Regions from separate parts of the Anser cygnoides genome. Here region 2 is linked to region 1. The links are chromatin contacts, called in public Hi-C maps. All regions are on one chromosome and are shown on one strand. Each heading gives the region's core, a stretch centred on a gene start, on an enhancer-like site or on the middle of the called end of the contact. The rest is flanking DNA. Distances are from core to core; before and after follow the strand shown.

What was found. Hi-C and Micro-C count contacts between places; a contact is called where the count stands out from the background.
Region 2: a Hi-C map of liver shows a contact between it and region 1, with 2.6 times the contacts expected there. The contact joins two enhancer-like sites. A contact is called at or near these places in 2 of 7 Hi-C or Micro-C datasets (both in liver).

Annotation. Positions count from the first base shown.
Region 1 is chr4:68,555,656-68,560,158 of Taihu_goose_T2T_genome, reverse strand. TNKS (tankyrase) reads left to right here. Exons shown (of 27, transcript XM_066996344.1): 12 at 1,687-1,858; 13 at 2,913-2,992; 14 at 4,015-4,160. Among named protein-coding and RNA genes, the nearest start is that of DUSP4, 35 kb to the right of the region's middle. Within about 2 kb of position 1,253, at least 1 of the 3 cell types and tissues checked has open chromatin away from gene starts, as enhancers often do. A contact at or near this core is called in liver, where this site is marked.
Region 2 is chr4:68,708,814-68,713,248 of Taihu_goose_T2T_genome, reverse strand. No RefSeq gene overlaps it. Among named protein-coding and RNA genes, the nearest start is that of PPP1R3B, 14 kb to the left of the region's middle. Within about 2 kb of position 3,153, at least 3 of the 3 cell types and tissues checked have open chromatin away from gene starts, as enhancers often do. A contact at or near this core is called in liver, where this site is marked.

The sequences.
Region 1 (4,503 bases), core at 4-2,503:
TGAAATTGCCCTGCAAAGTCTAATTCTCTTTCCTGAGGGAAAGAACAGCGTCATTTGGTGTCTGCGTTCCTCATGGTCGGCTGCAGCCCTCTTCGTCCCAGAAGTGAACAGGCATGTCTTCAAATGGCAGCAGTTTTTCTGCCCCAAGAGTTGATTGTTGGCAAAGATAATTATTTGGAGGTGAAAGGAGACCTGCGTAAGATAATATTAACATTTTCCCAGGTCACAGTTGGTACGGTGTGGGTGTCTTGCTAAGCAAAGAGCTTTTATTTAAAACAAAACTTTTAGGAGAATCCCATGAGAGTGTCATGAGCTGAGCACGGTCAGAGGAAAGCAGAACTGTTCTCCTAATCAATCTCACTGTGTGGGGGGTTTGTGATCTAAGAGATTCGTACCTCACCAGCCTGTAGAATTGTTCAGAGATACAAAAGATTTTCAGACAATATCAAATCACAGACCACTTTATTTATGTGGTAGCTCTTTGTTATTTCCTATGGCTTGATATTGCTGTATTGCAGGTATTTATATATTTTTAACACTCTCAGGTAATAGATATTGGCTATGTAGTTACCTCCTCCCAGATTTAATTTCATGGAAATACAGTCTTAACCAGAATGTTTTTTCACTAGTTTTCATGGAAAGGTAGTAGAATTTGCAGGCTGCATTTTAGGTGAGAAAACCTAGAAAAACCCTTGACTGCTGCCATCACAAAAATTTTGAGAAGGTAAAAGGTAAAAATGTTGTTTTTTACAGTAACAGAGTCTATTATGCATGCAGTTCACAGCCTGCAGTCTGTAGGCTTGGAAACAGATAACAGGTTCTCAGTTACTGCAGAGAATACAGAGTAGTTCTATATTTCATAGTGATTAAAAAAAAAAAAAAGGAAAAAAAGCTGTTGGACATCTGCATTTAAGTTTGTCATGAATGGTTGCTAGGTACAAAGTATCTTCTTGAAAGGTTATTTTCTATATTTTTTTTCCTTCTTCTTAAAACTATTATTCTCTTCCTTTCTCTGATACTGAGCCCATGGCAATGCTGCCAGTTATTTAGATTCTCTGTTAGATCTTGATAGATAGGTTTCCATTATTATTACTCCATTTTGTCTGCTTATATACTCTTATATTGGATAGATTTCTATCCACTTTAACTTAATATTTCTGTAAAATTACAAACAACGGACTGTGTATACATCTTCTTTCACCACCCCTCTCCCACACACCCTTAGAATTCTTAATCTGACATCTTTGTTTTAATTCTTGGTAGTGAGTGTTAATTCCTCTTCTGAGGATGACAGATAATAGTATCTTTAAAGGTAGATGATCTTTGAATTGTTTAGTTAATTATTTACCTCTTTCTCTTCTTCTGTGAGAGTTGTTTTTGCACAAGGTTAATCTTTGTCAAATTTGTCAAGAGTTTGATCGCTATTTCAAGTATGGTTTTGGGGATCCTGTGTTTTGTAATAGCCATGCAAACAAATAACCTGTTTTTTTTTAAGACAAGAAAGCATCTGCAGAAAATTATCTTTGCATTGGAGTGTTTATGTATTTTGTCATTTGGTTGCGTTTAGTTGCAGCACAGATAAACTTATATGCCAAGAAGTTCCTGTTACTGCTCTTCTTATTAAGGGCATGGAGAGGTGCAGGCTTTTAATTCTAATAATGTTTTATATTGTTGCTGATTTTTCAGATGAATGCACTGGACACACTTGGTCAAACAGCATTGCACAGGGCTGCTTTAGCAGGTCACTTGCAAACCTGCCGGCTCCTGCTGAATTATGGCTCTGATCCCTCCATCATCTCTTTACAAGGCTTCACAGCAGCACAGATGGGAAACGAAGCAGTGCAACAGATACTAAGTGGTAGGTAAAAATTAAGGCTTGGATATTTGAACTTCAGCTTCTCCCTGTCTTTTAAAGCTGTGGATCTTATTTCCTTTTCAACGCAAGAGACTTAATATAGTTTCTTCATCCCTCCCTTCTGCCATTATGTGCACACATCTACGTTGTTCTGTGTGATGCTTTTTTAGGAAACAGACTCACAGCTGCTCAATTCAGAGCTTTTGTGCAAAATGGGGATAAAATATCTTGTGGATTTATATCATGCTGTTGTATGGGAATATTAAAGGAAGTCAGGTCAATTTTTTAATTTTTTTTAATAACAAGTTCCAAGGAAACTAAAATATTGACAAACATGAGAACCCTTTTTCCTCTCATCAGCTACCCTTTGGGTACTCCATACTTTAGCAGTCAAAAGTAGAATGTTACTTGTGTTTTACAGAGTGGGAGCAGAGTCCTGTGAGATAAAGGCACTTGCATCAGATATAAAAACAACCTAAGTATTTATGCGATCAGTAATTAGAGGGTATGATGTTTATGGTTCTCTTATAAAAGATCCCAGGGTTAACAGTTTGGGGATTTTTTCTAACAGCGTAACCACTTCCTAAAGAGAATTTCTGGTCTTTGGTTCCAGGCCCCTCACCAGCTTCGTAGCAAGTACAAAGTGCAAAGGTATTAATTCAGGTGCTGAAATGAGCATGTTTAATTCTGGGTGTGCAGTGGGGCTTCTTGCAGTTTGCTGAAGTAGATGAGAAGGTGCTTTTGAACTTCATCAAATCTTTGAATCCGTCCCAGTGAACGCATAGGTTTTTTGAATGCAGAAACGTCGTTCTTACCATACATGGGATTAGCAACACATTGAAATTCCATTGGGCAGAATGATGTCAGCTCTAGAGCCTAAATCTGACTTTTACACTGAAACTAAGGCTCCTTATTCAGCTATTTAGGCAATATGAACTTGAACTTCACTACTCCTGTAGCATTTTTACAGATGCCAGCAGACGTCTTCCTAGTTTGAAAAAATCGAGCACAAGTTAATATAACTTAATAACCCTAAAACTTCTTTTTCTGTATGTAGAAAGTACACCTGTGCGTACTTCTGACGTGGATTATCGGTTATTAGAAGCATCTAAAGCTGGAGATTTGGAAACTGTGAAGGTAGGTTTGAGCAACTCCTATTAATTTTTCATTTTATTGTTGTGCAAGGCTCATGAAAGCCTCTGCTACAAGGGTTGTGGACGTCATGCCCAGTGGATGATAAATCATAAAAAATGTGAAGGAAGATCTCTTAATATTTTTTCTGATAAGCTGGGCATTGAGATGTGCTGAGGTGTTTCTCTGAGTTGTGAATTCTCTGAGAATTATCGCTCATACAGCCATAATTCCTTGATAAGGACCCCGTGAGCCTGAGAATCACGGTTTAATAGAAACAAGCCTTAGGTGTGTGATTCAATCAGAAGGCAAGCAAACAAGTTAGCAGGTAACAGACTTAATGTTTTAAGCCATCCTTATCTGAAGAAGATTAACAGTCATGCCATGGAATGCCAGCGTCACAGGAAGGTTTGGTCTTCTCTTTCATACTTGATCGATGGGCAAAATAGCCTGCAGATAGACCATTCTGCACAGTCTCACCTTGAACTTCAATGCATCAATATTAATACACATTAATATCCAAACAGCACCTGTTTTGTGCACCAGCAGCTCTTTTGACTGCCAAATTCAATATTTCTAGTTTTATGAAGACAGCATGAGATGGAAATGGTGGCTCGTCTGGAGAAACTTACATGGGCTTACATGGCTTGTCTGGAGAAACTTATCTGGCACTCGATAATTCATTTTTACCCTTCTAATATGTTACGAATGTCTTCATACTGCTTCCATCATTTAAGACCTATTTGTTAGAAAAGTACTTTCATACATTTAGAGAAGCTTTATTTTTAATTCTGTTTATATGGAAAGAAATTTCCGGAAACTTAACTTCTAAAAAATGGTATATACAAATAAATGGACCAAATTTTCTGTTAGGGTATTTGATGGGGGCTAGTTCTTTTTGTGTATTTTCTAGTTACTTTGGTTTTTTTGTGTGTGTTTTTTTTTTGTGTTTTGGTTTTGTTTTTTTGTTTTGTTTTGTTTCTTTTTTAGTTCAGTAGTAGATGTTGGTTTCTTCTTTTGTCTTCCAGCAACTTTGCAGCCCTCAGAATGTGAATTGTAGGGATTTGGAAGGCCGTCATTCGACACCACTGCACTTTGCTGCAGGATATAACCGTGTATCAGTGGTGGAGTATCTGTTGCATCATGGGGCAGATGTGCATGCCAAAGATAAAGGGTACATTTTCATTCCATTATGTGCTCCAATGGTTTCAGTTAGTATGAGATTTCTACCCCCTCTGTTCATTTGGGTTCAGATTTCAGCAACCATCATATTTTTTTCTCTTGAAAAGTTTTCTTTTTTTCTTCTTATTCCTCATTGTTCCTGAAGTTCGTTGTAGGGAGACTGTGGACTATTAAAGTTACATTTAACTTTCTGGGAAAGCCACAGTCAAGCACATATCGGGTCGATGTAATCCTTGATCCTTCTCTTCCCCCTTTTGTCCATTTCAGAGACTTTTGCTGTGCTTAAAAGCAGCCTCTCAGTTATTTCAGGTGACAAATTAGTTTTGAATTGTCTG
Region 2 (4,435 bases), core at 1,904-4,403, 150 kb before region 1:
GTACGGATGACCCAGCAAGGGGAACGGTTGAACAGTGACCAAGGAGGGTTCCCAGATGCAGTGCAGACCCCAAGATAAAGGAGACTGCTAAATCTGAAGCCCAGGGAGACGCCCAGAACTCAAGTATTCCCATCGATTGGAGGGAGTGATCACCTCACAGGTGGAGCCGCTCCGCGGCCTAGCAGATCAAGCTGTAACTGCAGCCCCGGGGAACCAGACTGCTCCAGACTGGCGCAGTTATTGAGTTGTGGGGATGAATAATCACCCAAACAGCTTTCTCCAGGAAATGCAGGGAAGAAATGTCACCAACCACGCGAAAATTGAGGCCATATGTTTCTAGAATGCCCTTTGAAAGGCATGTGCTTAATGAAGCTGGAGTGAGTTCAAGCGCAGATCCCCAGCACAGCAGTTCCTTCTCTGGTCCGAGGGACTCTCCAAGCTCTCTTCTTCGGAAAAAGGAGAACGCTGGAAAGAACAGATGCTAGAGAACTGCCCACTCCATCTGTCTGCAAAAGCAGCTCCTCCGTGGCAGCACCATCGCCCTCCACTTGGCAGGTGCTGACTGGACCGGAGCCGTAAGACAGGCTCTATTTTCTATGGGTCAGAAGAAGCGGTCACCTGGAACTACCACGTAGCCCTTAACAGAAGACACTTTGCTATCCATTTTAGCTGCTGATCTGAGAGCACAGAGGTGCCAGCCCCTGTTCTCTGTGCTTCATTCCCCGAAGAAGCAGGGTGAGCATCGCTTTTTCTTCCATGAGGCCAGATCTTCTTCCTCCGTGCAGTTTCTGGGAAATATGGGTTCTTTCACATCCTGAGAGCTAGCATTTCCCAGCCCTTGGGAGGCCTGTCCCTCGTTGTCTGTCTCTCTGTGTGCCATTAATGGAACTACATGCATTTGTGCCGGAGCCTCAGTGGTGCTTTGGCTGGTTACCCCATCCCGAACAGCCCTGGCTACAGCTCCCACTGCTCCCGAGGGCACGTACCAACGGCTGGGAAACTGGGAGAAGGCAGAGCGAGCCCTAATCAAGCAAGACGGCTAGTTATTACCGAGCTGTTATTTCTACTGCAAGAAACCCTGGAGCTGCAAAACTGCTTGCCTCATGTATGTTCATTAGCAGCACGGATAAGAGCAGCATTGATTGCAGACTATAATTAGATCTCTGGGACCTTTCTGGGCTGCCTTTCTTTGGCATTGTGCTACTTTGAAAGCACTTCCAATTTCTCATCTCATTCTTTATTTTTTTTTCTTTTTTTTTTCTTTTTAAATTCTTTTCTGAATGATTGGGATGGCATTTCCCTATTCAGCAGACTTGGGGCAGTTCCTATTATTTTCTCCATTGTGGCTTGCAGAGCTCTCCCCAGCTTGGTGCCGCAAGACCCACACCACGGAGCAAGAAAAAGCTGCATTGTTTGACTGCCCCTGGTCCCTTGGGCTGTGGACTTGGCCTGGCTGCAGTTCTCTTCTTAGCACTGCATTGCTAACCTGCCACGCAAGCCTCCTTGCTTCAGTTAAGATGCCAGGACGCAGTTTTGTGGGCATCTTCCTCTGATGATGACTGTGATTTTCTTGGAATCGCTTTCTTAGCATATTCTGCTCAGCCAGCCTGGAGCAATCCCAGAAGAGCTGAGCGCAGAAAGCCAGCTCGAAGCACATACTCTTGGCACGGTGGCCTACATGGAAATTATTACTCCTCCTTTGCAGTGCTGGAAAACAAACTCAGCATCATCTCCGTGAAAACAGGAGAGGAAGAGCCGCAGCACAAAAGCCAGGTGTTCACATATCGGCACTGCTTGTGGCAAGGTGGAACCAGGGGCCTCCCTGCTTTTGGCCTCCCCTGTGCTGAAGGAGGGTATCTGAGGGAGTGTGTTTGTCCACCTGGTTTTGAACACAAGTCCAAACCGACTGAAGTTAAAGCATATTTTTTTGAGAGGGGCTCTCTTTGAGGTCAGAAGCTCACTCAAGACAAAACATTTTGAGGAAGAACTATTTTTTGACTTCCTACATTCTCATCAGAATCACCGATCTCACGCTGATGTGTTACCTGAAGTAGATTTACTGAGTGCCTGCCTCTTTCCGATAACTTGAGGGAGCGATACAAACTCTAACCCCCACAACGTAAGTTGATCATGCTGTTTTCTGCAGTGTCAACACGTATATCATCCTGCTGCTTGTGCTTCAAAGCAACGTGAATTTTGAGAAGCAATTTTACTTCCATTCCATAGCCTCCCTTTTGCTTCCCTTCCTCTTCCCTAATCCTAGATTGCTTTTCTGCTGGTTGAAAGTTAAAGCAGTTCAAATTTAAAGCTCTGCGCTGAGAAATGACTTTGTGAAACTACGTGTGCTTACACACGACATTTGTTCCCTGTGCAAGATCCAAGCCAGATCTTCGGAGGTCTGTGGCTCTCATATGGCTTTACTGGTTGTTACTCCTCTGAACGCGAGAAGAACCAGTCTAGCAGAGGGAGCAAGTGTTTTATTCTGGGTGATTTTCTAATTACCTATCAGTTGTGCACATGCGAACCACAGTACCTGAAGATGCAGCAAAAGGGTATCATTGGCAGCGCATGGCCTGGCTGTAGCTGGGAGGTTTGGTTATATAAGCAAGAGGTGAAAAATAAATTACAAGCTTGAGCTTCAGAGCCCAGCACAGGTTCTGACCCACCTCGCACTGATTAGCAGACAAAAATTGGAGATCCAGATCTCCATCTGCATGTATAGCAGGAAGACCTTCTCTAAACTAGGCAGTATGAGTCTAGTGTCCCCGCTGACTTTCAATATGTAGTTGATTTTTGACCCACACTTGCCTTTTGGTACCCAACTCCTCATCTCCCTTGTAGGTCTTACATGTTGTCTACAGCAGCTTGTAATAAACCAGGCATGGCAATGCCGGCAGAAGTACCTAAGCTGTAGGACAAGAACATTTCCAACTAGCACGGGTTAAAGACAGGGTCCCTCTCTCCCAAAACGACCATGGGTTTTCAGCAAATCCACTCGGAAGAAAGAAGAACCAGCCACAACCATTTCTGGCCCGTGGCATTTGACAAGACACTGCACAGTTTGCGCTGGAGTCAAAGTCCATTAGCGCAGCAACAAAAAGCCAGCAGCACCTGACTTTCTAATGTAACCTGATCCCACAATTTAATGTCCACGCTGTGAATTATTAACAGCGTTCCACCCAGCGCCTTATCACGGGGAGGCTGGAAATAATCACCTCCTTTCAAGGGCAAGTTCAGTTGCCTTTGTCTGACCTAGATTCTATAATTTTCCCCCTGCCCCCACCTGAGCATTATTTACATTTTCAAATCGACACGCTTAACACGTGGATTACCACCCTTCCATGAAAGGATGGACAAGGGAGTGAAGGTCACTGCTCCCTGTCTTTTGGAAAGGGACAAATTGAAACGGAGGCAGAAAGGGTGTGCATTTTCTGTGTTGTTTTTTGATACGGTTTGGCACTGAAAATGCACATGCTGGAAAAGAAATTGAATGTTGAGAGGATACTAAGATGGAGACTAGTTTGTGGGGTTGAGAAAGACAAGACATTTCAAGGGCCCCATCGCCCTCCCAGCCTCCTGTCCGCTGCCTCACTTTCCCTCTGGAAACCCACTGCTGGTAGAGGAACCCATCACACCACCCTCGCTTCTATCAGGGGCTGATCCATGCCCCAAATTTCTCCTGAGATTTCTCACGTCCAAGTGGTACCTGGGCAGCTGGATGCTCTTGCTGCCGGTGCAGGCTGAGCAGCAAGCCATGCCGTGACGTGAGAAACGTGACAGCTATGCTGCGCAAGGGCCTGGCTTCTTGCCTGATAATTGGCTCAAAGAAGAAGGAAAAAAAAATGTTTGCAAGAGTATCGTGGAGAGACATCAAGACGGGGCTATTAATAACAGGCGAGACATAACCTGCAGGCCACACCAAGGACGTGTCATAGGGCCTCTCGGTGAGGCCAGCCTCTGGTATGTGCCTGAGTGGGGAGGTAAATGCAACCCTCACTCTTGTGGACCTGCAGCTACTCAACCTTTACACTGAATATCGTGGCGCTTTGTGATGTTCTTGGGAAACACCCCAGGAGTGCTTCTCCCATTTACCAATGACATTCACTCTGTCCTGTGCCCATCCCTACCACTGTGAAGGATACCACAATAGGCAGGCATCACCCTTAATCCTCACCCAGCTGAGCTGCCATACCTAGAAACAGTCTACAATAGTCCTTAGCTCTCTCTTGGCCATTGCTAACCAAAACAACCCATTGGCAGCTCTCATGTGGCAGCGCTGAGGGTGCTAAAGGAGCATACAGAGGCCCCGTGTCCAGCCAAAGTGGGCTGTAAATCCATCAGACAGCAAGCTGTGCTTGCCTCTGTGACATGTGAATCCTATCCCTGGTGATCACATACATTATGCTGGGAATGTGCCTGCCCAACCCCTGCAGCT